Regions from separate parts of the Mus musculus genome. Here all the other regions are linked to region 2. Evidence: chromatin contacts called from public Hi-C and HiChIP or PLAC-seq data. All regions are on one chromosome and are shown on one strand. The core of a region is the stretch at or near the end of the contact, and the rest is flanking DNA. Distances in the headings are between cores, read along the strand shown. Region 1 has its middle 51 kb from the start of Gm29931. Region 2 holds the start of Ebf3 (early B cell factor 3). Region 3 overlaps Gm6249 (predicted gene 6249). Region 4 has its middle 40 kb from the start of Gm29978. Region 5 has its middle 16 kb from the start of Gm29872. Region 6 has its middle 73 kb from the start of Gm29978. Region 7 overlaps Gm29931 (a long non-coding RNA gene).

What was found. Hi-C and Micro-C count contacts between places; a contact is called where the count stands out from the background. HiChIP or PLAC-seq counts read pairs in DNA pulled down with a chosen protein or histone mark.
Region 1: a contact with region 2 is called in a Hi-C map of uterus, with 4 times the contacts expected there. The contact joins the enhancer-like site here to the promoter of Ebf3 in region 2. A contact is called at or near these places in 4 of 39 promoter capture datasets (the 3T3-L1 cell line, epiblast stem cells, liver and 1 more), 3 of 484 Hi-C or Micro-C datasets (cumulus cells, olfactory sensory neurons and uterus) and 11 of 115 datasets of contacts at active chromatin or transcription factors (the NIH/3T3 cell line, bone marrow-derived macrophages, craniofacial prominence and 8 more).
Region 3: an H3K27ac HiChIP or PLAC-seq map of differentiating embryonic stem cells shows a contact between it and region 2, with 3 times the contacts expected there. The contact joins the enhancer-like site here to the promoter of Ebf3 in region 2. A contact is called at or near these places in 13 of 39 promoter capture datasets (the 3T3-L1 cell line, 3T3-L1-derived adipocytes, cranial neural crest and 6 more), 5 of 484 Hi-C or Micro-C datasets (embryonic stem cells, nephron progenitors and uterus), 18 of 115 datasets of contacts at active chromatin or transcription factors (craniofacial prominence, differentiating embryonic stem cells, embryonic basal ganglia and 8 more) and 1 of 9 other capture datasets (embryonic stem cells).
Region 4: a contact with region 2 is called in an H3K4me3 HiChIP or PLAC-seq map of craniofacial prominence, with 5 times the contacts expected there. The contact joins the enhancer-like site here to the promoter of Ebf3 in region 2. A contact is called at or near these places in 9 of 39 promoter capture datasets (the 3T3-L1 cell line, 3T3-L1-derived adipocytes, embryonic stem cells and 5 more), 14 of 115 datasets of contacts at active chromatin or transcription factors (craniofacial prominence, differentiating embryonic stem cells, embryonic basal ganglia and 9 more) and 1 of 9 other capture datasets (embryonic stem cells).
Region 5: an H3K4me3 HiChIP or PLAC-seq map of embryonic limb bud shows a contact between it and region 2, with 13 times the contacts expected there. The contact joins the enhancer-like site here to the promoter of Ebf3 in region 2. A contact is called at or near these places in 9 of 39 promoter capture datasets (the 3T3-L1 cell line, cranial neural crest, embryonic stem cells and 6 more), 5 of 484 Hi-C or Micro-C datasets (LSK cells, adipose-derived mesenchymal stem cells, olfactory sensory neurons and 2 more), 13 of 115 datasets of contacts at active chromatin or transcription factors (the NIH/3T3 cell line, craniofacial prominence, embryonic basal ganglia and 9 more) and 1 of 9 other capture datasets (embryonic stem cells).
Region 6: an H3K4me3 HiChIP or PLAC-seq map of embryonic limb bud shows a contact between it and region 2, with 5 times the contacts expected there. The contact joins the enhancer-like site here to the promoter of Ebf3 in region 2. A contact is called at or near these places in 9 of 39 promoter capture datasets (the 3T3-L1 cell line, embryonic stem cells, frontonasal cranial neural crest and 4 more), 2 of 15 datasets of contacts at CTCF or cohesin (embryonic stem cells and stem cell-derived epiblast-like cells), 33 of 484 Hi-C or Micro-C datasets (differentiating embryonic stem cells, embryonic limb bud, embryonic stem cells and 4 more), 21 of 115 datasets of contacts at active chromatin or transcription factors (the NIH/3T3 cell line, astrocytes, craniofacial prominence and 10 more) and 1 of 9 other capture datasets (embryonic stem cells).
Region 7: an H3K4me3 HiChIP or PLAC-seq map of embryonic basal ganglia shows a contact between it and region 2, with 12 times the contacts expected there. The contact joins the enhancer-like site here to the promoter of Ebf3 in region 2. A contact is called at or near these places in 10 of 39 promoter capture datasets (cranial neural crest, embryonic stem cells, frontonasal cranial neural crest and 5 more), 1 of 15 datasets of contacts at CTCF or cohesin (the NIH/3T3 cell line), 71 of 484 Hi-C or Micro-C datasets (3T3-L1-derived adipocytes, LSK cells, brain and 38 more), 25 of 115 datasets of contacts at active chromatin or transcription factors (the NIH/3T3 cell line, bone marrow-derived macrophages, craniofacial prominence and 17 more) and 2 of 9 other capture datasets (embryonic tail and embryonic trunk).

What each region holds. Positions count from the first base shown.
Region 1 is chr7:136,545,689-136,549,470 of GRCm38.p6, forward strand. No RefSeq gene overlaps it. Among named protein-coding and RNA genes, the nearest start is that of Gm29931, 51 kb to the left of the region's middle. Within about 2 kb of position 2,338, at least 2 of the 459 cell types and tissues checked have an H3K27ac peak or open chromatin away from gene starts, as enhancers often do. A contact at or near this core is called in uterus, where this site is marked.
Region 2 is chr7:137,311,928-137,315,740 of GRCm38.p6, forward strand. Ebf3 (early B cell factor 3) reads right to left here and starts at 2,518. Exons shown (of 16, transcript NM_001113414.1): 1 at 1,853-2,518; 2 at 1,591-1,747; 3 at 1,166-1,229; 4 at 422-477. The coding sequence starts at 1,986.
Region 3 is chr7:136,664,582-136,668,510 of GRCm38.p6, forward strand. Gm6249 (predicted gene 6249) reads right to left here. Exons shown (of 6, transcript NR_046021.1): 6 at 3,374-3,929. Among named protein-coding and RNA genes, the nearest start is that of Gm29978, 14 kb to the right of the region's middle. Within about 2 kb of position 2,335, at least 9 of the 459 cell types and tissues checked have an H3K27ac peak or open chromatin away from gene starts, as enhancers often do. A contact at or near this core is called in differentiating embryonic stem cells, where this site is marked.
Region 4 is chr7:136,638,699-136,642,529 of GRCm38.p6, forward strand. No RefSeq gene overlaps it. Among named protein-coding and RNA genes, the nearest start is that of Gm29978, 40 kb to the right of the region's middle. Within about 2 kb of position 1,708, at least 10 of the 459 cell types and tissues checked have an H3K27ac peak or open chromatin away from gene starts, as enhancers often do. A contact at or near this core is called in craniofacial prominence and second pharyngeal arch cranial neural crest, where this site is marked.
Region 5 is chr7:136,404,866-136,408,563 of GRCm38.p6, forward strand. No RefSeq gene overlaps it. Among named protein-coding and RNA genes, the nearest start is that of Gm29872, 16 kb to the left of the region's middle. Within about 2 kb of position 1,511, at least 27 of the 459 cell types and tissues checked have an H3K27ac peak or open chromatin away from gene starts, as enhancers often do. A contact at or near this core is called in craniofacial prominence, embryonic limb bud, second pharyngeal arch cranial neural crest and 1 more, where this site is marked.
Region 6 is chr7:136,605,829-136,609,686 of GRCm38.p6, forward strand. No RefSeq gene overlaps it. Among named protein-coding and RNA genes, the nearest start is that of Gm29978, 73 kb to the right of the region's middle. Within about 2 kb of position 1,258, at least 4 of the 459 cell types and tissues checked have an H3K27ac peak or open chromatin away from gene starts, as enhancers often do. A contact at or near this core is called in embryonic limb bud, where this site is marked.
Region 7 is chr7:136,499,035-136,503,021 of GRCm38.p6, forward strand. Gm29931 (a long non-coding RNA gene) reads left to right here. Exons shown (of 2, transcript XR_378582.3): 2 at 3,733-3,987. Among named protein-coding and RNA genes, the nearest start is that of Gm29931, 4.8 kb to the left of the region's middle. Within about 2 kb of position 1,262, at least 9 of the 459 cell types and tissues checked have an H3K27ac peak or open chromatin away from gene starts, as enhancers often do. A contact at or near this core is called in embryonic basal ganglia, embryonic brain and ganglionic eminence, where this site is marked.

The sequences.
Region 1 (3,782 bases), core at 1,088-3,587, 770 kb before region 2:
GGAATGACATTTAGTTCTGGAACATCTGGATTGGAGAGAAGGGAGGGAGGGCAGGAGAGAGTGGGGGTAGTCACGGTGAGAAATAGGGCAGAGGAAACTTCCCTAGGACTGGGGAGCCTTAAGCAGGTACAAGATGCTCAGACTGGATAAAGGAATAGAAGGAGGATAGGCTCAAAAAGAGATGGACACAGATGTGGGAGAGCTGCCGGAGGCTGGAAAGACCTAGGACCCATGTCCCCAACTGTGCCTGTGGTAAGTTGTGGACAAGCCCGGGAGTTACGCTGGACCAAAATACTCCACAGAGCTGCAACCCAGGCAGGGTGGCAGGACATGGGTAGAGCCTGAAGACACCCCGGTTCCCTCTTAAAATATGATGCTATAATTGGAACGCAAGACATAAGAACGCTGCTCCCTAGTACAAAAAGTGCCATCCAGGTGGCCAGCAAGGAAGCCTTTGGCAAACCCCATGGTACTCACTCGGTCTTAGTGGGGAATTTTCCCCAATACCCACCCAACAACTGAAGGCCAAGTACAGACCCATGGACAGAACCCAGGCTTACAGGAAAGAACCTCCAACTGAAGGTCTAGTGAGCTCCCAAGACTCCTTGTTCATGGTAAGTGTGTGAACCGAGAGCCTGGACATCCAAGCTGCCATATGCAGAAGTCCGTGCCTGGAACTGAAAGAAGGCAGGGTTGGTGACACAGTAGAGTTTGTCACTTCAGTTTCTATGACCCATCTTAATAAAAGGTGGCTTTGCAGAGACAATGGACAATCATACCCTCAGAGGATTCCTCTCAGACTGAGCACGGGAGAGTACTCTGGCACTGTATTTTATGCTGATGCTTGGATTTCTGTTCTGGTTACTATCTGGCAAGAGGGGAGTCTTAATTGAGGATTTGCCTCTAGCAGACTGGCCCGTAGGCAAGACCATGAAGCATTTGATTATTAATGTGGGCGGGCCAGGCCACTGTGGGTCGCCCTATCTCTAGGCAGGTGGTTATGGGCATTATAAGAAAGTAGGCTAAAAAATAAATAAATAAATAAATAAATAAATAAATCCCCACAGAGTACAAGGCAGTAAGCCGTGTTTCTCCCTGGCCTCTGCCTTAGTTCCTTCCTCCATGGTCCTGCCTTGAGTTCCTGCGATGGCTTCTTTCCGTTATGGGGCCCTTCCTTCCTTTCCCAAATAATTTTGGGTTTTATTATGGCATCAAACAAGCAAACCAGAATGTCTTCTTATAGGACTTTACACACACACACACACACACACACACACACATGTGCGCTAACAAGGAACAGGTTTTCTTTTCTCCAGTGTTGTGTGGAGTAGAGATGATCATGGCTGTCTTTTATCTAATGCAACATTTTGTAACATTTAGTCCTGCTCTCTTACAGTACCTTCACTACTCTATACAGCATAAAAGCAGAATGCCTGTAAATAGAAGTGGGATATACTTGGCAGAAAATGCACAGAATAGATTTTTGGATAAAAGATGGACAGATTAAGGTTAGAATGACTTCTCTCTCCCCTCTACCCCATAGGGATGCCCCGTAGGCAGTAGAGAGAGTAAAGAAAGTACAACTAAAACTGGATTTAATCATTACTACTAATAAAGGGCCAAGGCTCTGCAGCAATTTACTGTGCTGTCGGCAAAATGAATTGCTGAGGGCACATTAACAGCTTATTAGATAACACACATACACACCCTAAGTAAATTATGATTAAAATAACTACAGTGTAAATACTGCACGAACTCCACCATAGTAACTCTTCAAAAATCTTTAAAAAGATACCTCCCCCAGCGAATCTGTTTTATTGTCTTCTACAATTTTTATCAAATTCAGTAAGCATATTTCTTACACTATAAAGTGCTTTTGATTGGTCTTTTTATTTTTTTTCCAATGGGTAAATGAAAGAATGATGTCATGCGACAGCATTAAATACTATTAAACAGACCATAACTAACATGCGCTGTATAAATTATATATATGCCGACACTTTTATGCACTTTGTGAAGGATGGCTCCGTGGGTTATGCAATCTTTTCCAAAACAAGCTACACAGAATAACATGACTGGTTATGTTTCATGGCTACAAATTGGTAACTGAATTAGCATTCATTTATTAAGTTCTCACAGGGAACCCTTCTCATTCAAATACTTGTAGATTATAATTTATTTTTATCTGAGGCATAATTTTTCACATGGCATTTTTGCCAAAATCAATATAACAGGAGCCAAACCCTGCTCCCCACTCCCCATTTATCCCTCCTCTTCTTGGCTGCATACCTCCATGTGTCTTTTCCAGCTGGGAAGGTAAATAAATGAGTCTGCCTCATAAGAATGCTCTTTGCCAAAGTGCTGAGCTGAATATTATTTTTTTTTCACCAGCTCAGCCCACTACACTCGAGACTCCAGGCACACACTTTTAAAACAGCACTTGAATCTGTAAACAAGCTCTGCCGACTCTGACATGGCAGACAGCCTGCCTGTTCCAGCTCTGATTCCCATGGATAGTCCTTGCCAGCAGGGCGGATGGCAAATCTCTGTTCTGAGATAGCCCAGGATGGCACAGGAAATGTGAACACCTTGGGAAAGCCCTTTCTGGACTCAGTGGTCACACCAGCTCCTTGCATGGCATCTGGATAACCAAAGACAGACACATGAAATGCTCTCTGATGGCCACAGACTGTGTCTTCAGAGATCAAGGCCTGGCAGGAACTTCACTGTGGGCTTAATCAAATGAACTATAAGGACATGCAACCTTGCACAGCATGTGATAACAAGTGTTTATGAATGCAGTGGGCTGTGATGGAATTCCCCTCTGTCGTGATTTAAAATCCGAATAACCCCAGTGAAGTTACAGGGACTTCAGATTCCAGTCATCTATTTCATAAATTCATTTTCTCTTTTTAATATGCAATTTTTTTCATTTGGTGTTCTGGAATCCAGACATGGCCACATTTACAGGAAAGTTGTATACTGAAAGATGTGAATTTTTCTAATAGGTACATATAACATGTTTGGTGTAGGATAGCTGCACAAATGCATTGTCATTGGCTGGCACTGCTGGACTTGTAATTGCTACATCCACAGCTGCTGAGCTGGAGTTCTGGGTAAAGTGAACCTACCGCAATGATCCATGTCTATCTCTGAATTGGCAAGAGCACGCCTCAGCTCTACTAGGCTATCTCTGTCCACTTCTGCATGTGTCTCCTCCCTAAGCAGGCTACTCAAGCACATTTTGGCAACTGTTAGGATTTTCCTTTGACAGAGACACTTCACATTTGTGCCTAATTGAAGAAAACTCTCTTCATCACTCCAGTTTCATTTCCATTGTGGTGGTAAAATAACCTGATGGCAAGAAAGTTAGTGGACAAAGAGGTTATTTCACAATTCCAGGTTATATTCCATCACTGTGGAATGAAGACAGGACTGCAGAAGCTTCAACAGCTGCTCACATCACAATGACACTGATGGATGCATTTCTGTCTTGCTTGCTGGTGTCCAGCTCAATTTCTTCAGTCTTATACTGTTAAGGAACTCTGCCTAGGGGAGGGAGGTGCCCACAGTGGGTTGTGTCTTTCCATGCCAAGGAATCTAAGTAAGATGATCCTCCAAAGCCATAGACAGTCCATCATTGAGCCTCTCTGCTCAAGTAATTCTATATTATTTCAAGTTCATAGTTAAGCTATGCAGCACCCTTACTTAGGAGTTATTACAACTTTTTAGTCCATACCCAACGTGGTAGAGAGAACTTACAAATTCTAAAGTATCACTCA
Region 2 (3,813 bases), core at 1,268-3,767:
AACTAAGCCAGCCTAACTCGATGAGCTTTGGGACAGTCAGTTGTCTTTGTTGAGGGGAGGGGTCAGAAACCCCATGAAATGGTTTTCAAGCAGAGAAAGAAACGTTTAAAAATAAACAAGGGGGGGATCTTGGAATTTTTCTGTCAAATATTAATTACCGTAATTAATTAAGACAGAGTTTGATTCCAATCGCAAGTCATTTAATAAAGCATATATGTCCTGTTTTAATGACGGCATAAACTATTTGTAGCAACCGGTCCATTTATTCCAATAAATATGGAATTCTCATTAGCATGTCAAGGAAGCGAAATGAAAAACAAATACAGGAGATCCATTTGTCAGTCTGCTCTCTCAGCCCCAGGACAACCTCAGCTCAGCAGAAAGGAAAACACAACGAGTAGAGAGGCAGAAACTTTCTCACCTGTTTGGTCATTGAATCTATGAGGCGGACATACAGATCTTGCTCTGTTCTGACGCCTGTGAGGGGAAAAAAGCAGACAAACTCTCAACAAGCTTTTAGCCTGAACCTCAGGAGGGACGCCCGGGCCTGGGCGAGCCAGTGCCTGGGACCACTTTAAGGCAATCCCTACAATATTGGGAGGGAAACAGAAAACCCCAGTCGCTTCTCACTGTTTTCTTTTCTTAATTAAAAGTCTTGGGACTCTTGCGGTTCCCATATGAAGGTGTAAGAAGTCTGCCTAGCAGTGAGCAGGCCAAGAGTGCAGCTCTGGGCCCATATGGTCATTTATTTTTCAAAAAGAGAGTGCACCTATAGAAACAGAGTCCAAACTCCTTTCTACTCTCGAAGGTCCTTTCCTTTCTAAACCGTGCACAGGCAGTAAGTTATGCTCGGCTTATGCAGCTACCCTCATCCCAATAATTAACATTAATTTGCAAAACTGAAAAAAGTCCCTTAAAAGTGCTGTTCTGCAGGCGCCCTTATCGATCCTCCTTTTACTTTCTACTTCAAGCCCCACCGGTTAATCATGTGAAGTGCCATCGACTTATCGATCGTTTATGTTTTGTTTTCCTTCTATGCCATGAGAAGATTTCGTGTTTACACCCATGTCATTTTAATCTCAAAATCTTTATGTCCTGAAACCATCGAGGGAAGGGAGAGCCAGCGCTCAGGGCGAAAGGGCAGTCAGCAAGCAGTGGTACTCACCATTGCTGTACAGTAGCTGCAGCTTGTAGTGAATGCCGTTGTTGGTTTTCTCGTTGTTCGGCTCCTGAAAGCAACGATAAATAATTGCATTTAGCGTGGCCGCGTCTGGCGCGGTCACCGCGCTCGGTCCCCCTCCAGGACCGAGGCCCCTCGGCCTCACACGCTGCAGGCAGGATTCCTGGCTCGCAGCTACGCGGTGATGTCACTTTTCCTGCCGCAAGCCCAGCGTTCCCCCTCGCCCCCAGTGAGTCCGAGGGCACAGAGAAGTTGTTCGGCCCTTGGCGGGGCCTGTGCGACCGCACGTGGCGGCGGGGTCGCCCGGCGGAGCGCTCCCGCCACCGAGGGGGGCACTCGGACCCCATGCGCGGGCACCAACTGCCCCCTACTCCTGGAGAGGGAGGGTGCGATCGCCGGTGTACACTTACTTTCTCTTTCTCCACAAAGTCCACAAAAGCGGTCCTTTCGATCTCCACCGGCTGCCCCTGCCTGTCGTAGAGCGCCAGCACGAAGTGGAAGAAATTGGATTTCCGGAGGTTGGAAGGAGGCTGCTTCTCGAAGTGCGCCCGCGCCAGCCCCACGCCGCTGCAGGAGGAAAGGGACAGCGGCCCGGTGAGCAGCGCGGCGCTGGCCGGAGGAGGGGGCCGGGCCGGGCCGGGGCCAAGGCGCGCGGGGGCGGCCGGTACGTACCTCTGGGCGGCCGTGTTGGCGTCCACCACGCCTGCCGTGTGCATCCACGAGCGCACCGGGTTCATGCCGCTGCCCAGCGGCTCCTCCTTCATGGTCGTCCCCCCGCGCGGAATATTCTCCTGAATCCCAAACATGAACACTGCTGGCGGCGGCCGCGACTCCCGGCCGAAAGCGCGTCCGCGGTCGGCGGCGCTCGGGGCTCGGCGGCAGGAGGCTGCCCTGGCCGCCCTGGCCCTGCTCGGCGCCTGCGGTGCGGCCCGCCGCCGGCTTCAGCCCGTCCCGGGCAGGCGCCGCATACACCGGCGGCCGGGCGCTGCGGACGGCCGGGGACGCGGGCGGGCTGCACCGGTGGCGACGCGACGCTTCGGAGGAGCAGGGCGCGGTGGACGCGGTGGCCGCGGCGGCGCTTGTTGTTGTTGTTGTTTGCAGGCGCGCTCAACGTGGTGTCATCCTAGCCAGGCGGCGTCCGCGGCTGCAGGACACTGCGGGATCGCCCGCTTCTGGCGCGGCCCGCCTGCTCCAAAGACAAATAAACGGGGCAGTGAGTGCCGCGGCGCAGTCCCGGGCGCAGGCGGGGCGCGGCGGGGCCTGGAGCGGCGCGCGCAGCGGACGGAGGCGCACAAAACTCAGCCCTCTCTCCCCGAGGAATGGACCCTTTCCCGGGAGCCAAAACTCGAAGCCCCCGGGAGCGGCGCTGTCAGAGGGTGACGTCGGGGGGCGGCGCCTGCGCCATATATGGGAGCGGCCGCCCCTCGCCGCGCCCCTCGCCGCCGCCGCCGCCGCGCTCGCCGACTGACTGCCTGACGGCGCCGCGAGCCGGCCCGAGCCCCGCGAGCCCAGCGAGCCCCGCCGCCTCCGAGCGCCACCGAGCGCCACCACCGCCCCCGGCCACGCGCCACGGCTCCACAAGCCCAGCCGCGGCCGAGGAAGTTACCACCCGCTCAAATAAATCTCGCAAAGAAGCGAGCGCAGCCAGTGCATAAGTGCTGCTTGGCCCGTTATACCTGCCCACAAGACCTGCCACACAGTCAAAACACCGTGGGTCGGAGGAGGAGCGCCCCAAGTCGCCCACACGCATGCAATAAATACCAGGGCAGCACTGGCTCTGGGGTGTCCCAAAGAGAACAGCAGGAAGAGGCTGGAAAGGCGCGCGGGAGGAGATTCCAGGAGAGGGAGGGACAACAAGGGGCTGGGAGAAGAGGGTACCTAATGCCCCTTCTAGGGATCCACACTCCCTGCCGCCACCAGGGCAAGAGGCGCAGCTCAGTCTGATTTCTAGGCAGACCTAAGGCTGCTGAAGGGCCAGTGTGCCCACATCTGAGCCCCGCTGGGTGTCCCATGCTTTCTACCCCGGCAAAGCCTGCTGAATACAGGGCCGGGGTCCACGTCGGAGACAGGTTCCTCCAGATGCCCCCTCTCCCTCCGGTGGCCACAGGAGTTTCGGGTCCCTGGCCTGTTCTTGGGTGCGGCAGTGACAAAGAAGGCTGGGCCCTCTCTGGGCCGACGGAAAGAGCGCTCAGCCTCTCCGGCGACCCGGAGCTGGTGTCCAGCCTGTTACATGGTCCGTGCGGTGGCCAGATCTCCCCACCTCCAACCGCCTGAAAAGCAGAGCAGACACTGCGGGCGCCAGGGACCCTGCCCTCTGCGCCTCCCAGCCTGGGTGAGCGCGCGCCCTGCGGCTTCCCGACCTGGTTTCGAGGAACCGGGAGGGCAGCTGGGAGCCGGCAGCGCGTGGGCTCGGAGGCCCAGCTCGGGAGGCCCGGATTCGGTTCCCAGGCGCTCGGCCCACCCAAAGGAGATCTGTGCGACGCGCGACAGAGGCCCAAGGGACGACCTGGAGATGTCCCAGGCTCTTTCCTGCCACGAGAAATAAGGCCCTTCTGGTTTTAAAAGAAGAAGAAAAAGAAAAGGTTTCTGGGCGCAAGTGTCGCAGGGCAGCCTCTTCCCGCCGGGCCTGGGGT
Region 3 (3,929 bases), core at 1,085-3,584, 650 kb before region 2:
GTCTCCTAGAAGCAACAAGTAACACCCTCCCCCTCTCCCCTGGAAGAGCCCAGGACTCCCACCCACACAAGAGCAGACTTCCTTCAAGAAGTCATTGGAGAGTGTCCTCAGGAATAGTCTAAGACAAAGGGCCTGTCACCATGACAGCTTATATGACAGAGGAAGAAAAAAATGAAAGCCAGCACAGAAACCCAGGCAACTTAGCCACACTTCAGAGGAAAGGGCGCCTGCAACTTTAAGAAGCAAGGGCGCTGGAGTTACAGCCCAGCCTTTCATTTTACTACTTTATTGCCTGCTTCACAACTACTTGGACAAATACAAAACAAGAATTACAGTGCGCCATAAGTTATTTTAATATCCTGTAGTGCTGCATACTTCCAATGAAATCCCAGGGCTATTATTACGCCGCCGTGTTTGTGTGAAAATGTCAAGTTGTTTGGAGTGACTACATACTCTAAATTATATATAACTGTTACTTTATAGCTAATAGGCACTAAAATTACTTTAAAACAGAAATGTAAAGTTATATTTTCATCCTTTTTGGCAGATAATAAAGCTTATTTATGACACATGGCTTCTCAGGCATTAAAACATCCCATGTTTACAAAAACATTAAAAAACATTATTACTTGATATTTAAAGGAATGGAAAAAAACCCAAACTATTAGGAAAAATATTTGTCCAACTCGGTGACTCCTCTATTTTGCCAAATGCTTGTAACTTCGTTTATGAAAGGGGCTGGCTTAAATACTTTTGAAATTAAAAGCATTTGCAAGTTCAAATTGAGGCCATTGTTTCAAGATCTGTCCTGTTTCATAACGTGCTGGTATGCACAAATCTTTTCATATGTGTTCTAGACAAAATGATGACATATGATAAATGGCTCCTATTTATTTAAATATGTATCATGTAAAGATAAGTCACTTAATTATTCTATCATCAAATCACTAGGTGGAGTTGAATGATACTTGTTCTTGCTTGAAAACTAGCTCTCCTACTTCCTTTTCCACTGAGACTGGATTGTTTGATAATCCCCCAACATTACATTCCCTTCTATTCATCCATCTGTCCACAGCTCAGCCAGAAACACTGGGAAGCAGATGAGTGCAAAAAAAAAAAAAAAAAAAAGGGAGCCCAATCCCACCCTGGGCTGGAGGAAGAGGCAGGCAAAACACCACACAAGTCACACAGCAACCAGTGGCAGGGGTTGCTTGTAGACACAGTAAACAGGGGTGAAATCCAGCAATGATGAAGCAGTTGGCGTTCTGGGAAGATCCCATCCTGTAGGGATTATTTTACAAAGCTATATTCCAAGAGCCCACAGCAGCCTAAGTTGTTCTGTTCTCAGTGCCATAGTAAAAGAAAGGAAGCAGTGAAAGAGAACACTGGGATATCTGATGAGCACATCTCACATTCTCACATCCCATGCTGCACTGAGATTTCAGCCACCAACCTGCCAGGAACTAAAAGACAAGGCCAGGGAGCCTCCCCTCTTTTGTCCATCTGTGGTGTCTGGGCATCAGCTTGGCAGCCGCCTGTCACTGGTATCCAGGTTGGCAGGCTCTGCCTTGCTTGCCAACTCCATCTTCTTCTAACCTTTGAGCTCTTCCGACCTTCAGATCTATCTATAAAATGATCTTTTTGTTTTAGGGTCAGTCATAGTCTCTCTTGCTTGCAACCAAAGAAAGGTAGAGTCCCTCCTGGAGCCCATACTAACATCTTAAACTCACCAAGGAGACAGTCAGTGTCAGTTGGCTTTCTGTCCAAATGCCACATGAGGAAGGGACAGGTGTTAGACTCCCCTGATGACTACAGTGGACCTCACAGAGTCCAGCAGTGGAGGAACACCAGCCTCACAATTCACCTGCCCCACCCACACATCCAAACACCAAGGCCCTCCTGAAAGTGGGAGTATCAGCCCTGTTCAGGTCGCTCACTAAGTACAAACCTTCCTAAAAGATATTAGGCTTCCCGAGTTTCTCCTCCCAGGGGGCCAAGAGCTACACACACCTGCTCCCTGTGATTCCCCAGTGTCTTTGCTGCTAGAAAGGAGTACCCAGAGTTACCTTCCATGCCCCAACTCTACAAGAAAAGTGAGACCCAGGCCCAGGAATCCCAACTTTCTCTACCACCTGGTCCCTGAGGCTCCATCACCAGGAGGTCGTGGTCCCTGGAGCTGGCCCTTGTCCACAGGCCACCAGGAATCTGATCTGTTGCCCAGGGCCAGAAGAATCTGAACTCTTATCAAGTAGTCACCGCAGGAAGCCCTGCAGGAGGCTGGTGAACAGCTAGACAGAGGACAAAAGGGTTAGCTGTGCTTGAAAAGACTAATCCGTGATCACACCCCACCGACTTTGTTCCTCCTCCCACGCCATCATTAAGCATTAATCCAGCCCAGGGCAGGGGGCAGAAGCCAGTCTCTTCTGTCTAAAAGGAGGGAAAATCACAGCCTCTTAGAATTCAGAAGCAAAGCACATCAGGCAAGTATAAACATGATCGGATCTATTCTGTTCCCTTGGACAGACAGGTGTGGGTCCACATGCATTCGCACAGATCCAGGCACAGGTGGGAGCTCCAAAAGGGAGCAGGCTCGGGGAAAAATCAGGAACCAATAGCCCTCATGATAATTTCTGAGGAATCCTTTGACTTGTTATCGATTTAACATCCGATGAAGCCAAGAAGTCAGGCACATTCACCTATTGGGTTAACACAGGATTGCGTCTGATCTATGATGGCAAGGTGTAATAGTTTCCCCTTCTAAGATTTTATGAGAGAAGACATGGTTTTTCTCAGGAGTTGCTATAATATATTCTGTTGTTTATTGACTAGATCAAGTGAGAAGATAATGAGCAGGGGCCATTAGCAGAAATGAAATGCGTTATGCAATGGTTTACAGACTCTATGCAAATAGATGTGCTAATCCAAGTCACAAGATCCAGAGGCAGTTCAAAGACAAGGTCCTTAGGTGCACCTGCTTAGCATAAGAGATGGGGCTTGGGAGCTATCTCAGTGGATAAATTCTGCTTGTTGCTCAAGCATGGGGCCCTGAGACTCCGAACCTCCGCACTGGTATAAAGATGGAAGCACGGCTGGTGCTCCCTGCACTGGGAGGCAGAGACATGGGTGAGGATCATGGAGATTTACCTCAGCAGCCAGTCCAGCCTAATGGTAAGCAAGCACCATGTTCAGTTAGAGACTCAGAGTCAGTAAGCAATGTAGAAGAAAGAAATTGAGGAAGACACCCTATGTTGACCAGACTCCAACCTCTAGCCTCTACACAGGCATCTGCAACCCTGATCAGGGACACACCACCCACACCATCCACACACACACACATCTTACATGGTTAAAAAAAAAATGTTTCTTTCTTATCTGAAAGGACCATAATATGGTTTATTCAGCAGGATTTTCTTGTGAGACTCTCTGAAGACCCCTCACTCCCATGAATCTCACTCTCTGAAATATTCAAAGCTGATCTTTCTCTCATAGGCCCTGATACAATTACTGTCAGGCCTCCCAGCCATCTTACAAGTCCTACAGTAGTCTTGACCCAGAACCAACTAGAAGACTTCTGCTCTCCATTCACCAAGAATAACATTCCAGGTGTTGGCAGCCATATTTCCTGTGAAAAATGGGGGAAAGGAGCTACAGAGGAAGCCAGTGGAGTAGAAAGCAAAAATCAGGAGAGTTGCAGGAAAATGGATATTTTTGCAAACATATTATTTGAGGTAACCTGGGTTCAGTGGGACAAATGCCATCTATCCTCTCACATGCAGACCTAGCCTCTAATTATCAACTACATGTGTCTAGATGGAAACAAAGGCCAGGAAACTGCGATGGGGCCCAAGAGATAAAGATGAAGAGGAATTAAAGGAAGGAGGAGGGAGGTAGAGAAGACAAGAGGACATATGGCACTCTACAGTGGAAGG
Region 4 (3,831 bases), core at 458-2,957, 670 kb before region 2:
GATGCATAAGGGGTAGAGTGAGGTCCTAAGAGGAAATACAGATGTTAAGAAAGAGGAGTAAAGCCTGGCTCTTCCAAGAGAAACTGAGTCATTTCGAACAGACTTTTAAGCTCTCAGTAGCCCAGTGCCTGGGAGAACATGGGAATATCTGCCTCATGGGGCTGCTGTTAAGTTAAAAGTTCATATGCTAAAAGGCATGTGGATAGGAATGGCCAGTGGCAAACATTGTACCCTAGCTTACTGTTACTATCACCATCACCACTACCACCACCCTTATCATCATCATCATCATCATCATCATCACCACCACCACCATCATCTTCTTGTTGTTGTCTATTTTTCATGTCATCAGCAAAACCAAAATTTCTTTAATCTGCCCAAGAAGGGTGATTTGCATGACTCTCATCCAGGAAGCCTGCAACCACAGAATTGTCACCAGGTTATCCACCAAGCAAGACATATCATAATGGTCTCTGACCACCAGTCATAGTTAACTCTTTTTCTGCAAGTTTTGCTTGCATCATGGCAGGCATGACAAAGGCACGGGGCTACTCCACATCACTGGCCTCCTGGAACCCAGAGGTGGGGGGAGGCTTGGATCAGAACAGACAAAGAGCATCTGCTAGAGCACTCACAAGGGGCCAGGCCAGAACTGCAGAGAAGGACAGTCTTGGACGGAGAGCATGCAGAGGAGGTCACAGGCACTCAGGTGGCCTCTGGAGGGTGACAGGAGACCAAAGGAAGGAAAAAGAAAGGAGGAAGGCCAGGAGGGTTATAAGTAAACAGGAAGAAGAATAACGAGAGGGTCCCTCAACACAGAAGTCACTTCCCAGCACAAGGGCCATGGGACTTTGCGTGGGTGCCCCAGAGACTTGTGAACGAATGTCCACCAGAGCTCTGCTTATAACAAGAAATCTGGAAACAAGCTCTCAGACGTCCATGGCCAGAAATGGGATACATAAATGGATGCATATTCACACTGTGGAGTATTCTGAAGAAACAAAATGACTGGACTGCAGCTACTTATACCAGAGGTCGGACTAGAAATGGAATGGGGAGTGGAAAAAAAAATCTGGTCCCAGAAGACCGCACAGAGTGATATCATTTTTACAGACCTAAGAATAAGCAGAGCTAAATAATATACTGTCAAGCATGCATACATTTCTAATACAACCATACTTTACAATTCCATTTTCTTTCCATTTAGAGAGATGATCTTCTGTAGCAAGGAGAGGGTTCATGGGACAGGGAGTGCACATAGGGAAAAGTTTGGGTAGCGCTATGGCTTACATTAGGGGTTAGGGTTTTTATATGATCAAACACTACTGGTAGTATGTGTGTTAGGTACAGTTTTTTTTTTTACACATATCAAACAGATAGTTTAAAAAGACAATATAAATATAAGAAAAGAGAGCAGTATTCAAAATAACCAGACATCCCCTGGTACCTAAGGAGCAGGTATCATATTACATGCTCAGAGTGTGATAGAATAAGCTAGCTGTTCTACTGTGAGCTTTGGTAAAAGGCTGAGGATCATAAAACACCTAAAAAAAAAAAAAAAAAAAAGCTTGAGTTATTCTCCCAGCCCTTACACACATGCAAACTGGCAAAGCTTTAGCACTTAAGAATTCCTATCTCCCAGAATGTGCTAGTCTGTGCCGTTTTCCCGGTTCTTTGTTGGTAGAGGTGGGGATAAAGTTTCAAATTACTGTTTAACAAATGTCTAGAGTCAGCAAGACTTTGGCCAGCCCGTGACAGCTGAGGCCCCCCAGAGCCCCAGGGATAACAAATTCCTCAAGATGCTGTGGGAGTGCCTAGGATCTCGTCTTGTTGAAGGAACGGAGAGAGAAAAGTAGACAGAGTGGAAGTTCACTTAGCAAGGCAAAGCAAATACTCTAAAAAGACACTGGACTGGGTTGCCCAAAGGTGAGAGAACAGACCACTGGGTTTTATAATGTAGATTTTAAAGAATTTGCATGAACATTTATGAACTGGGTAGCATACTCATGAGTCAAAGTGATCCATTTGCCTCCCAAATTAATGGTAGATCATATCTCCTAGGTAGGGTTTTTCCTCCAATGATCCTCTAGAAGAGCTCCTATGGAGAGTACTATCAAAAATGCAATGCAAGTGATATTATCATGACCTCGGGTCTTCTAAGGATGCAGACCCTTCGTCAGTACATATGTGTAGAGTTCCCTGTTGCCTTCATTTTGATATAGCAGGAACAGTCCAACGGCAGTTGCCAGAATGATCCTGGAACTTACTGGACAACTAATCTAGCAGAATTGGCAAGCTTCCGGTGAAAGGCTGTCTCCAAAATAATCCATGCATATACTGGCAACACGAACTGGACTCCCAGAGTTCACAAAAAGATCACATGACATCAGGAGGGAAAGTGATGGGGAGACAACAGCGGAGGATTAGAGGGGAGCGACTGGGGAGGGATTTGGTCAAAATGTATGTGTTTCAAAATTCTCAAACAATAAAAAGATTAAAAATAAATTGTAGAGTGCTTGAGGAAGACACCCAGTGTGGACATCTGCACTCCACAAATGCAAGTGAGTGCACACACACATGCACACACGTACACATACACACAAATGATATTGAGGGGTAAACAACAACAAACTGAATGAAATGATATGACATACAACATAAGCCAAGGGTATCCAGAAACTGCCGAGATTCATGCCCTGCATCACACTGGGATGACAGACATGGGGTCTTATGAAAAGATGTGAAATACCTTGGTCTCCAACCAAGAGTTGCCAGTGCTGACATCTTTAGAAGCATGAACAACCAACTTACAGGCACAGCTTGCTTTTCATGAAATTCTTCACATGCTTGATCACATGTTTTCAGAGTTCAGTTCACATTAACACAGTAATTAGATACTGAAATACACACAGATCATAAGCACAGGCTGTGGTGTGACTTTTTCAAAGTGGATCTTCCCAGGCAGTCAGCCTCCGCGTCATAAAACAGTGGGATGTCTGCCAGCTTTCTACCTGGCTGACAAAACGACCTTCATCAACCGCAAGCACAGGGAACAAAAAATGGCCATTTCTGAAGTTATACAAGCAGAATCATTCAACCTGTCCTGTGGTGTGGGGCTTATCTTACCCCCAGGCCACCACCATGAAGTTTCTGTGACTTGCCTTTGTGGTTTGGGGCAATTTAAGCCCATTCATTTTGAAGGTTGTCTCATACTCCAGTTGACTATCGATACCCATTCTTGTTTCTACTATAGATAACACTGCTAAGAAATCTTTGTACAAGTCTTTTTTGAAGTTTATGAGCGCATGTTACTTTGCACACATGGACAGAGACCTACAGGCTTAACTGCTGATCACAGCACGTACTTTCAGATTTGTGTGCACAGAGCCCAACAGCTGTCCAATGGGCTGGACCTCGCTGCTCTCTGCAGTCGCTGGCTTTTCCATTTATCCCTACCTTCATCTGCACTGTTACTGTCTCTTCTGCCCCCCGATGGCCAGTGCAGGTGAGGGTCATTTGATCATCTCTTATGCATGGCACCTTCTGATGGTCATTTGAATCATCTCTTGTGCATGACACCTATTTAAATCTTCTGTCTACTTCTGTGAAGTTGCTTGGCAGACGTGTTTTACTAACATGTAGAAATTCTCTAAGAGTCTTTCATGTAGAGTTCTTGTCACACATAGAAACACAATTTTTAACTTAAACTAATGCCATTTATCAGTCACTTTCTTTTATGATTAACACTGCTCTTTGCTGCTCAAGACACCCTTTTTTGAATTTTCCAAAAACCCAATGGTATCATCTTCCAATGCTGTCAACTCTAGGCAC
Region 5 (3,698 bases), core at 261-2,760, 910 kb before region 2:
ATGGGTATTCCTGAACCAAGGCTCCTGTGAGTACAGTGTTCTTTTTTCTGCAAATAGCAGGTGCACCGCAGGGACTTCGAATGACCTTTGAAAAACTGCCTTAGAGCAACAAGCCCACATGTGGAGCCCAACACCCACTCCGACCCAGCTGCCAACTCTTGATGACCCCATTCTTTCAAAATTCTCCTGGGTCCATCTCAGGCCCAGATGATCTGGTCTACAAGGTCCCAGGTGCCTGGTTCACACAGGAGGCATCTCACCAACCATTTTAGGTACCCATCTTGTGCTTCTGAGAGCAAGCTCTGGTGCCCAGTGATGGGGATAAGTCGTTGGGTCATGGTGGTTTCTGGAGGAAGGTGTGGATTCATTGACACTACCATGATGTATATTGCCAGCTACCACCTCAGCAGTCTCAGGGGTGAAACTACTTTTCCACATGGAATTATAATATGTTGTAATGACAAAACCTTTTCTTAGAGCCTGCTGCATATGGCAAGTGAATGCTGACTGTGAAATGGCACCGTTCTGCAGTTCTCCTGACATCTCCAGAATAGTCACCAATAAAAGTTGCTATTTATGCGTGCCCTACTGGTGACACTATTAAATCTTTTGGCTGCTCTGTTTGGGGAAGGTTACAGGCTGAAAGCGGCATGAATTGGAACCGTGTCTAAGTTGGAATTTTATCTGGCACGGTTTGGCTTAAACTTGGATGGCTAACCTTCAGGTTTTACTCATGCTGGAATATTCCGTAGAGGGCTCACTGCTGTGTGGCATTTTTTTTAAAGTGTGTATATGAAATAGGAAAAACTTAGGCAGCCTGCCGACACATGTGTTGTGCTTGGAAGGAGATCCTCCAAACTTGGGGGATGAAAAGGAGACCTCATTTATTAGCATTTCAAAACTCGTCTGGGCCACGGAGTGGGTAAACAAGGCACCCATGATTAATCGAAACAGCAAAAGCAGATTTTGTTTATTAGCTCCCTAAAGTATCCATTGTACTGTTTTTTTGTAATAGTTCAGATAATTTTTTTATTCCCTACCCTTCAGAAATGACAAAGAAAAATCTATTTCTTGGCTGAAGTAATCTCAGATAAATTAACATCATTTTTCATACACATTCGTTTGGGGGGACTTGAAACTGTAGCATAAGCTATTGATTTCATTATTTGAATTAAGTTGAAGGAATCCTACAGCTGTTTGCTGTCAGATTTTAAGTCCACTGTCCATCTTCAGCTGGCCATTTAATCTACATTTCACCTGGAGACCAGAGCAGGTTTTAATATAAAAAGTGCACATATTCGGGAAACATATGCTGCAAGCTCTTCAGAAGCCCAAGAGTAGCAGAAAGCTAACAATTAGCAGTTTTGTTTTCCTGAGTATACACGGTTCAAGTTGAAAGTTTTTCTTGGGCTGTTTCCAAAAACTCCAATTCCTCCTTTCTTGACCCTTTTGGAGTTTGGAACGGCTGAAGCCCGTTGCCTTGCATAAGAGTGTCAGGCGGAGAATAAAAAATTACACCACATCATTTTTCACCGTGGCCAGATGAGGGCTGAGCGGAAGAACAAGGAACAGGAAGGAATGAGCATCTGAAAAATTGGCTCTGCAAGCTGGAATGTGATTCTGCTCCAAGGGGCCACCCCGCCCCCCCTGCAGAACGGGCAGGTTGTAGACAGATCTGGGTCTTAGCCTGCCACCCCAAGGGCCCCAGTGTCAAGAAACCGTGATAGAATACTGTTCATTTATGCAACATCTGTAACACATACAGCAAATTATTAATAGCTCAATATGCCAATCTGCCACTGTTCGCTTTTGACATAGTAGGGGCCAGGAGCACGGAAGTTTGGCAGCTTGGAAACGAAAGCGGTGCTCCTGGTGAAAATTAAATACAGGTGCTCGGGGTTTGTGTACTGGAATGTGAAAGTGAACACCATGGCCTGATGGAGGCGGACCAAAAAAAAAAAAAAAAAAAAAAAAAAAAAAAAAAAAGGCAGTTCTCGCTGTCCAGGCGAAAGGTTAATATTCTTCGTTGCAGAGGACCTGGGCACCAGTGTGATTTATACCTTGTGTCATTTGACTCTATTGTCCTCGATTGTAGAGGTACCGTGAAGAGGTGGGCATGCTACTTGTACCAAGGAGGACACTGAGGGCTGGAGTGGAGACTCAGTGCTTACAAAGTTGGCAGCGTGGAGCCAGGATATGGGGGCTGTTTGTTGTTCCTGTGGACTAAGAGAACCAAAGCTTCCTCTCTTCCAGGGCAGCCTTTCCACCTTAGTTTCTCTATACTTTTGTGTTTAACCAGTAATAAGCTTTTGTCAGTTTCTTGTTATCTAGTATAGCAGTTTTGTCTCTGTTTTGTTTTGTTTTGTTTCCCATAGAGTATCACTCATCTGAATTTCTTGACCCTGGATCCATTCGTGAGGATCTGAGTTTGGGGCAGCTTGGTAAGGTTCTGTAGGCAGACAAGGCTAAGCTCCCTGGCGTGGTATTCTAGTAGTTTCCCTTGGCTTTACTACATAGCTCAGTTACCTTTGTGCCACCATGCCTGTCAGGAACAACTGTGAGCAGTGATCTGTATTGGCTGTTTTAGAGGGTTCCACGAATGGTTGCCTGCCTCTTTATTATACTTGGGGAGAACATCATGGTGGCAGAAGTCTGTGGTATAGGGGCTTCCTCACTTCACAACAGAAAGGAAGTAGAGAGCAGGAGAGTCAGGAAGGGGCCAGTCCTCCTAAGGATGCTGTGACCCTCCTTCAGTTCAGTGCTACCTCCAAAAGTTCTCAGAATCACCAAAACAGCACCATTCTCTGAACACTGAGCTTCCCAACACAGAGCCATTTTAGGAGACCATTTCACATTCAAACCAGGGCATTGGCCTTATAAACCATTTCACTGTGACACACTGAACCCTGTGAGACTAGAGAGAAGTGCACCCCACTAGGGCACCACCCCAGTCTGAACTAAAAGCATATCTGGCGACACTCTGGCCTCCCCACTTTTATTTTCATCTCCCCTGTCTTTCCTGCTTTGGTGAGAAGAGTGTACAATGTTCGACCTGCCCTGTGGCTAAAGCTGAAGCTTCCATTATCGTAACTAGGGCATCCTGCCTTCCTGGGACTATAGGATTGTCTTACATAGCTCAACTCTTTCTCCTCAACCTCTTCAGCTTCTGCTAACTGCTATTCTGCAGTCTGATTCCATGAGTGATGTTTTAGATTTCCAATGAATTATATAATTAGTACACAGTATGCCTCTTTCTCTGTCTGGTCTATTTAGGAACCAAACTGGGTCCCCAGCAAAAGTAACAAGGCCTTCTAATCATAGTGCCATTTCTCCAGCCCCTCGGCCTGGTCTACTTTAGTGTCCTCTAGGCCTTCTTACATCAGAAGTTGCAGTATTTCCTTCCCTTTAAGGCTAAAGACTATTCCACCAAGAATATTACCGTAGACAGTCACAAAGGTTATTTCCATATCTCTGCTGTTGTACACACTCTCACAATGAACATGGAAGCATCCAAGTTTTTAACCTTGAAGAATATACTTCAAGGAACTCAGGGCTGGGAAATTAAAATAGAATTGGGGTCACGAATTAACCTGCTTGGTCTGCACACGACTCCTGATTCCTCCTAGGCATGTGCTGGAAACCAGATCTTCAGGATTGAACATGATGGCGACCTGCAGCAGCAGTTCTGCAAAGCAGGA
Region 6 (3,858 bases), core at 8-2,507, 710 kb before region 2:
TGTGATCAAACCAAAATCCTAATCAAAGCTATTTTGTGCCAGACTCTGTTTTACTTAGGTGCTCCATTGATGTTGGAGGTGGGGACAAGACACCCTGAAATTGAATGAATTTAAAGCAAAGTAGCCATTTAGAGAAAATGGCTCCTTATTTTAGGACAGCACAAAGTGTCTGCAAACGTGAGTAATGGGTTCTGTAGCAAGCAGCATAAAGCAAATGTTGCAAAACCCACGTCCTTATGTGGTATATTGTACTTTTATGCACATTCGCTGTGTGAACAGGGGGGTTAGAAGTTAAACAGTCGCCCAGGGCTAAGGGAAAGCACCTTGCACAGGTAGGAAATAGGCTTTTCTACTTCCAAACTATTACTGTATGTCTTTAGCAGGAGCTAACAGGCAGCACAGTGCACAAATGTCTGTCCTTACGATGCTGGGGCATTATGAAATTGGGCTGTTTTAATGTCTCCAATAGCCATCTGACCTTTAATCCAAAGTCATAAATTTATCATTGTCTGAAATTGGTGGATTATCATTCTTATTAGGGCCAGTCCTCAGGAGTTAGCATTTACAGAATTCTTAGTCTCTAGTGCATGACAAGAGGCTGAAATCCACTGGGGTCCCCTGGAAAATGGTTAAAGAGAAAGGAATTAGCAGTTTTGAAACCAGGACGTGTTACGCTGCCAAAGGAAGTAACAAAGGGAAAAAAGGAAAACAAGGCCTGGCGAGATCAAGTGAGCCTGTACTTCATAAAATGATAAATGCCTGGGAACCACGTCTCTGTATAATGAATTACAATCCCTCCGCATTCACCTTAGTAACATTTTACAGGGGTTGTATTTTACTCCCAACTACCAATTATGTCATCATTCTGGCATTTACCTGGACATAATGATACACAGCCAAACCACTCTTGCCACATAACTCATCGCTTAAAAGTGTTTGTAAAGTCAGATGGCATTCTGCATACGCATAATGACTCAGATCTTGCTATTAAATCGTACGGATTAAAGTTTAGTAAACCTCAAATTCTTTGCATGGGTTTCTGGGTGTCTTATTAATCCTAAAGGACGAGGTGCTAGGCTATTTAAATGTCAATAAACATGGAACCCTGTAAAGGAGGGTGCAGTGTTCTCACCACAGGGTACCTCACCTGCCGCTTTCAACAGAAACTTGCTTTCTGAACTGTCTGACTCTCCCTTTGGCTCAATGCTATGTCATCTATTAAAATATGAAAATACACGGAGAAGCTCGAATGGCCACACCAGCTCGGCACAGTTTACCCTCCCAACCCCAGTTCCTTCCCTGAACTCATTAAATCCAGGGAAGAAACCACACTATTCCATTGGTTTACAATGATTCATTTTAATTTAAGTTTGAGGAAGAAGAAAAAAAAGGAAATAAGAATTCAGGTCTTTTTGCATGCTTGTGAGGTCATCAAATTTAAATTGAGGCTCAGGCCTATAAAGCACATTAATAAAAATACTGTACTCTACAGAGGGTGGGGGGAATTTAATATGAATGGCTAAAATGCATGGAATTCTGAATTTTACTGTCAAACAGCTCAATTAAACAAATTGAAAATTTAAGCAACAAAAGGGAATTGAATAGAATTAGGAGCGGAGTAGAGCAGCAATACAGACCTTTATGAGGGGGGCCTGGCCCCTCCAGAGTGGAGTTTCTTTTATTTGTTGCCTGCCTGGGCAGTTAGGGGAGCCAGGCTGGCGAGACCACAGTACAAAAGGATAAAAATGTTGAGCATTGAAACACAGTTTTTGGCTCCCAATAAATCATCCGTCACTTCATCACAGCTCAGTAGATAATGAGCAATAAAGTTTTCACACTTGGGGAATGAGGACACAGACACAAGAAATACAACTCAAGCTGCCTGTCTGGTTCTCCCCAAGTGCAAGATGCCTTGTGTAAGAAATGACCCTAAGATCTCCTCTAAAGAGGGACACGCATCTGTACAATAAACAATTTACTGCACTTAAAAATTAAATCACATTTATTAGTAACTTTAATGACAACAGTATGTGGAGGTCACTATATTAAATAAAGCTTGATGCTAACCCAGAAATAGCTCGGAGCTCAACATCAGCAGTCAGCAGTTGCTGGTACCGGGTGGTCTGTACAATGAGTTGCTATAATTTTTACTGGCATTATTTTAAATGTTTATGTGCGTACAGTATTCCCCATTTGGCATTTAAACAGGGCTGACATATCTGTGATTAAAAATAATTTTGACTCAAAAAGGTTTCTGTAGATCACTGTAGCCCACCCCCCACCATCACCACTTTAAAAAAAAAATCAATTGAGCAGAAAGTTTGAGCTATTGATTCCAAAATCATATTCTGGTCCATTCCACAAACACAGCCCATCTGCAGATGTTCTACAAAGCCTTCACCGCAATTACCTCGAATTGTTTCTGACTTTTATTCACCCATCTCTACAACCTGCATGTGGGTGGGCTTCACTATAACAAGAAACAACTGTGGGTAGGCCGGGGAGCGGAGGAAAGCACAGAAGAAAGAATCCAAGACTCCCTCATCAGTTGTCCAAGATAAAGCTCTTCATAAAAAGTGTTCATCGAAACTGGCACAAAGGGACCCGGGATGCTGAGATGAACACCCCCAAATGCAGCTTTCCTGATTGGTCGCTGGATGGTGGGTCAGCTGTGCTATGTATGGGTCTCCACCCCTGCTGGGCAGGGCTGGCTTTAGGGCACAGGAAGGAGATGCTAGCTGTAATTGCTAAGGTTACCTGGTTAGAAGCCAGATGTTGAACCGAGGTACTGACAGTAGGTAAAGGTTGGGGCTGGTGTTCAAGGGTTTCTTACTTGGATCGTGTCTCAGAGCCCTTGAGCCTTACCTTCTCTGTGGAGGGCATCCTACTTTCTCTTGTCTCAAATAGCTCACCGTTAGGCAGAGGTTCGGTCCCATGTTGTTGCATGCTGGAACCCTGGAGAACATGGAGGTGACATCACAAAACCTTATAACTTTAAAATCCCAGTTGGCGGTGTTCCTTGATTCCCATTTTGAGTGAGCCAAGAACAAGAGGGTACCTCTGCTTTGAGCTGGAGGGAGATGCAAGCTGCCCCCACTGTTCTGGTCCTGTGGGGTGGAGACACTGGAAATGTCCCTTGGCCAAGGCGCTAAGGGTTATGGGGCTTCCTGGGAAGATGAACGAACACATTCCCCATTTCCTATGAGGCCCTCTCTGAACATTTTATATTTTTTCATGGAAGAATGACTAAGGGGGCACCTGGGTCACAAGATCTCTCAAATATTCATCTACTCCCCCATCTAGAATTCTCCTTCCAGCTTTGATATCTGTTCTATCAAAGTTCTCCCATCCAACACAATCCACAAATTTTAATTAGTACCGCTTAATCTTATTAACGTGTATAAAAAATATAATCAAACAACAAATTACAGCAATTTGCAATTGCAATTCATTAACGAATGTTGTGTGGTACAGGAAGAAAAAAAAAAACCCCAAGCTTATATGTAAATAAATGCAAATTCAGGTTTCCGTAGTGTGTTTTGTACCTACTTTTGGAGAAAGGCAAGTCACTTAAAATCCTTATTTCTCAGTTGTCTTCGTTAAAATCGTGCATGCTAATTATATTTCTACAGTTATCTGACAGATAACTGATAAGGTGCACAATGGAGCTGGTAATAGCAACCCACTTTATTATCTTATGAAATTAGAGATTGAACATTGATTATGGCTAGTAGGGGAGTCCATGCAGGAAAGACAGAACAAGAAGGGAAGTACATAAAAACAGAGGAGCCGGCCACTGAATGCCTAAAAGGACTTCAAAGTCATTAATTAACAAAGACAAACACGCCCCGTGAAGAC
Region 7 (3,987 bases), core at 12-2,511, 810 kb before region 2:
AGAAGGCACCAGGGGCCACCTCTAGTCTATGTGAGAAAGGAAGTAAAGGTAGCCACACGGTTCCGATGGAGTCTTTTTCCAGAGTGACCTACTTTTGAGAAGTGCTTCTATTAAGGAACTCATTTCCACCAGAGCCTACACCAAGCAGCCCCAGAAGAGCTGCAAGCTGGAGTCAAAGTTCAGGGCTGCCCTGCTAAAGATGTCGAGTAAAGGTGCCTCTTTGTTTTACTAACACCCACAAGAGGAAAATGTTCCCTCCCCTCCTTCCTCCCGCCCCTCTCCTTCACACACACACACACACACACACACACACACACACTCATGCACAAGTCCTACTCTTTATGCTTTCTGTAGCTTTAGTGTTCGCCATGCCTGGAAATGCCTGTGTCTCCTGCTGGCGTGACGCTTTGACTTGGGGATTTTTTTAAGGTTCTTTGATTATAAGTCTAATGGGTTCTGAATTCAGCCTCCTGATAAAGAAGCAGCTTAGTGGGTAAATAGCAAACAGCTTGCCAGCTTCCGGGGGCTTTAGAACGCTGGTGAACTGTTCAGCAGTGGCTCTCATTTTACCATGCTGGAGGTCAGCAAACACAATAACAAGGGCACATAAAGTACACTTAATTCCAGAGTCTTCTCCATGAAAAAGTTGGGTGCATCCTCTGTACGCCTTGGCAGCCAAACCTTGTTACATCTGTAACACATCATTTGGTTTATATTCAAATCAATGATTGGCACTTAAAGCCCTAACAAATGTATCTATCTCCTAGCGCTGCTCTAAATAACAGCTTTTACAAAGGCCCTGGCTGTAATTTTCTTGACTGAGGCACAGGCTGGTGCCCTTTCTCCGGAAGCTGTGAAGTACCAACATTCCAGCAAGCAGCTTATTTTTTCAAGAAGAGAGGTTTCCAAAAAAAAAAAAAAAAAAAAAAAAAGGCTGGTCAGATTGGAGGAAAAAAAAACCCACTAAAGATTTTACTTTTAATAAGAACAGTGTGTCCTTAAAGCGGCATATTTAGCTGGCAGAATGTTAACTGCAAGGTAAGAGTGTTGTTTTATACCCTCAGTAACCAGACCAATTATCTGTAAAGTTTTTTCATATTTAAATGCATCCCCAGTCTCCTTTCACCATCTGCCCTTCCCCCTCTAACACTGTGGAATTTTTATGAGATAGGACAAAAATGGGCATTTCCCTTATTACCATCTCACTGTGGAAATCAAATATGCAAGGAAAGTAGTGTATATACTAATTAGTGCTGAATTCATAATTACCGTGCTCATTGATGGAGATACATTTGAATACGTTCAACTCCTAGGGGAAAGGAGCCGGCTGTCCGGGAGAGTCTGAAAAAATGCCCTCAGCCTCTTTTCTTCTTGAAATTAGGGATCTGTGGCATACAGTAATGTTATAAGAAGAAGATCCAAAGTGCCCGCAATTTCTTTAAATATAATTAATCAAGTGAAGCATGTAACGTAATGAATGTATTTGATAGAAGGTACTGTTCAAACACGAGCTTTATCTGAGCCTGTGTTGGAATCGCTGAAAGGAAGGGACACCACATCCCGTGTTCCTGCGAAAAAATGGTACCTGGCTGCCGCCTCCGTGTCACCGGTAGGCCTGCTCATCAAATTAAAAGCTGACAGAAAGCCACAATTTTTAATTGCTAGAAATTAATAACAATTAGAAATTACTGGCTAACCGGTTGGGCTTGAAGAAAAGGAAGGTCGGGCACTTACCAAAGGATGATTAACATCTATGTACTCCCCTTCCTTGCCCAGGGTGGTCCTCCGCTCCTATGACTTCACCAAGACTTCGCAGCAGCCTCTACCGAGTGCTTTTTGTTTTAATACCTCTTGAAAAAGACTAGGCCCGGCAGAGCTACTTAGAAGCAAATCTTAACTGTGACATAATTAAACCATTTTAGGGAGTTGTTCGAGGGAGGTGGGTGTGGATGGCTGAGCATCTATCTCCCCGTTCTTCTTTCCTCCAAGGAAGGAGGCTTGCCTGCATTTCTCACTGAGATGGCTGCTCTCTGTATATAAGAAGCGGTAAGTACTGAAGCTGGCTATAGCCCAGCCAGGCCTTTCAGGAAATACTGCCTGATGCTCACAAAACTCTTACAAGCACTTGGTGCTCAGAGGTGGAAGGCCAGCATGTGATACAACCTGTGAAGGCCCCCGGATCAGAACCAGGGTTGAGAGACTGCAATGATGGCCTCCCACCTGAAAGGATGCGGGTGACCCCGAGGAAACAAACCCTGCCCTTTCTTATTTCCTCCTACAGAGGGGAGAACTGAGCTCAGGTGTAGGCACTCTCCCTGTCTATATCCTCAGCACCGGACTCTGCTCATGCTGCCTCCCCAGGGGAACAACAGTGACCAAAGGGCCCAGCATGGCTGCGGATGCCACCTCTGCTGTAGCCAGGGGTTCACATGCGTGCGGGTGAGTGACAGGTGCTCAGACTGACAGGCTCTAAGTAAAATGAATTCTTTGTACCAGCCAGAAGATCCTATCATGTCAGAGCCCACTGGGCTATCCTCGACCATACTTGGCTTCCTACCCAGGCTGTGTGAGTGGTCTGGTGGGTATCTTTAACCTCTATTTTCCACTCTTGTTTGGCCCTCATTTGACCCCTGGCCAACTAAGAAATGGGGAAGTAGAACTTTACCTAGTGTTAATGATGGAGCTGGGGCAGTTGCTGTAATGAGGCGCCGAGCCGGAGGAGGTACCAGTTGGGATTCCTATTGTAGCCATATGTGAGGCCAATGTTGCATGAATTAACATACGGCAGGTCAAGTTAACATATGTACAGTGAAAAATGACTAATGACTTATTACGCTGATGTTATTTTTGGACCTTCCTCCTTGCATCCAACCTTTGAGAGCAGAACAAGTAAAGGCAGTTTATGCCTCGACTGTCCCGGTTCCCTGGGAAGTAGGAGCAGAGCGAAGCCATATGCTCAGCCCAGAGAGGCAAGCTGGGGGACAGTCAGCGTGGGGCGCTGCCGGCCGGCCACAGTAGTCAGCCCACAGGCAGGGGTGCCCGGCCCTGCTACCCCCACCTCCAGACACGGAGGGGGATGACAGATGTTCCCTTCCCCATCCCACAGGCGACATTTAGCGCCCTCTGTGCCACGAAATGCTGGGATGGCTGCAGGGGCACCAAAATTAGATTGGCAGGATGTGAAAAGAGTCAACTTTTTTGTTTAATGCCATCAATTTGTGATGGAGGAGACAGGTATTAGCTCGGGGACCTCGGTGGTCCCTGCTAGCTATTAGTTTCATCCACAGCTGCACCAAACCCTGGATTATGAATCTGCCAAGGCAGTCATTCATCAGTTTCACAGGCCAACCCGGCACACATTCCAACAACAACAGAAACGGGGCAGCTCATCACACTGACTTCAGCACCGCACGGCTAAAATCCCGGTTATCAGTAGAAATAAATTTCATCATGTGTGTAGGACGAGGCGATGAAACAGAGTATAAATTACCCAGGTTCAAGCATGCTGACGAGCCGGGGTGTGGAGCCCTGGCTGCCCTGTGCTGGGGGGCACTTCCTCTCTCTCAGCTGCCAAACAGGAAGGCTTTCAGAGTTGGCTGGGAGCCATGGAATTACCTGTGGAAACAGATTGCGGAGGTCAAGCCCAGGGTCGATGTGTCAGCCGGCCAGAGCCGGAGTCCTCACATCCACCACCACGGGTTGTTTTCTTAACACTTTTTTCTTCCCTTCCAGGATATGTAGCGGCAGAGGCCAAAGTCTATAAATTTCTGAGTCTGCCCCCAGCTCATTGTTCCCGTTTCCGTGGTTTTGATGACCACTCTCTGCCGCCGGGAATTCTCTTTGAGGGGATTGCGAGTTTGGGCACCAGTTTTGTTTACTTTTCTCCATTCTGGACCCAGGGAAAAAGAAGCTTTGCTCCCTCCCTCCTTGGAAAGACCTCAGCTCCACGTTCTCATTGAGTGCCATGGGAAGTTGCTACTAGGACTT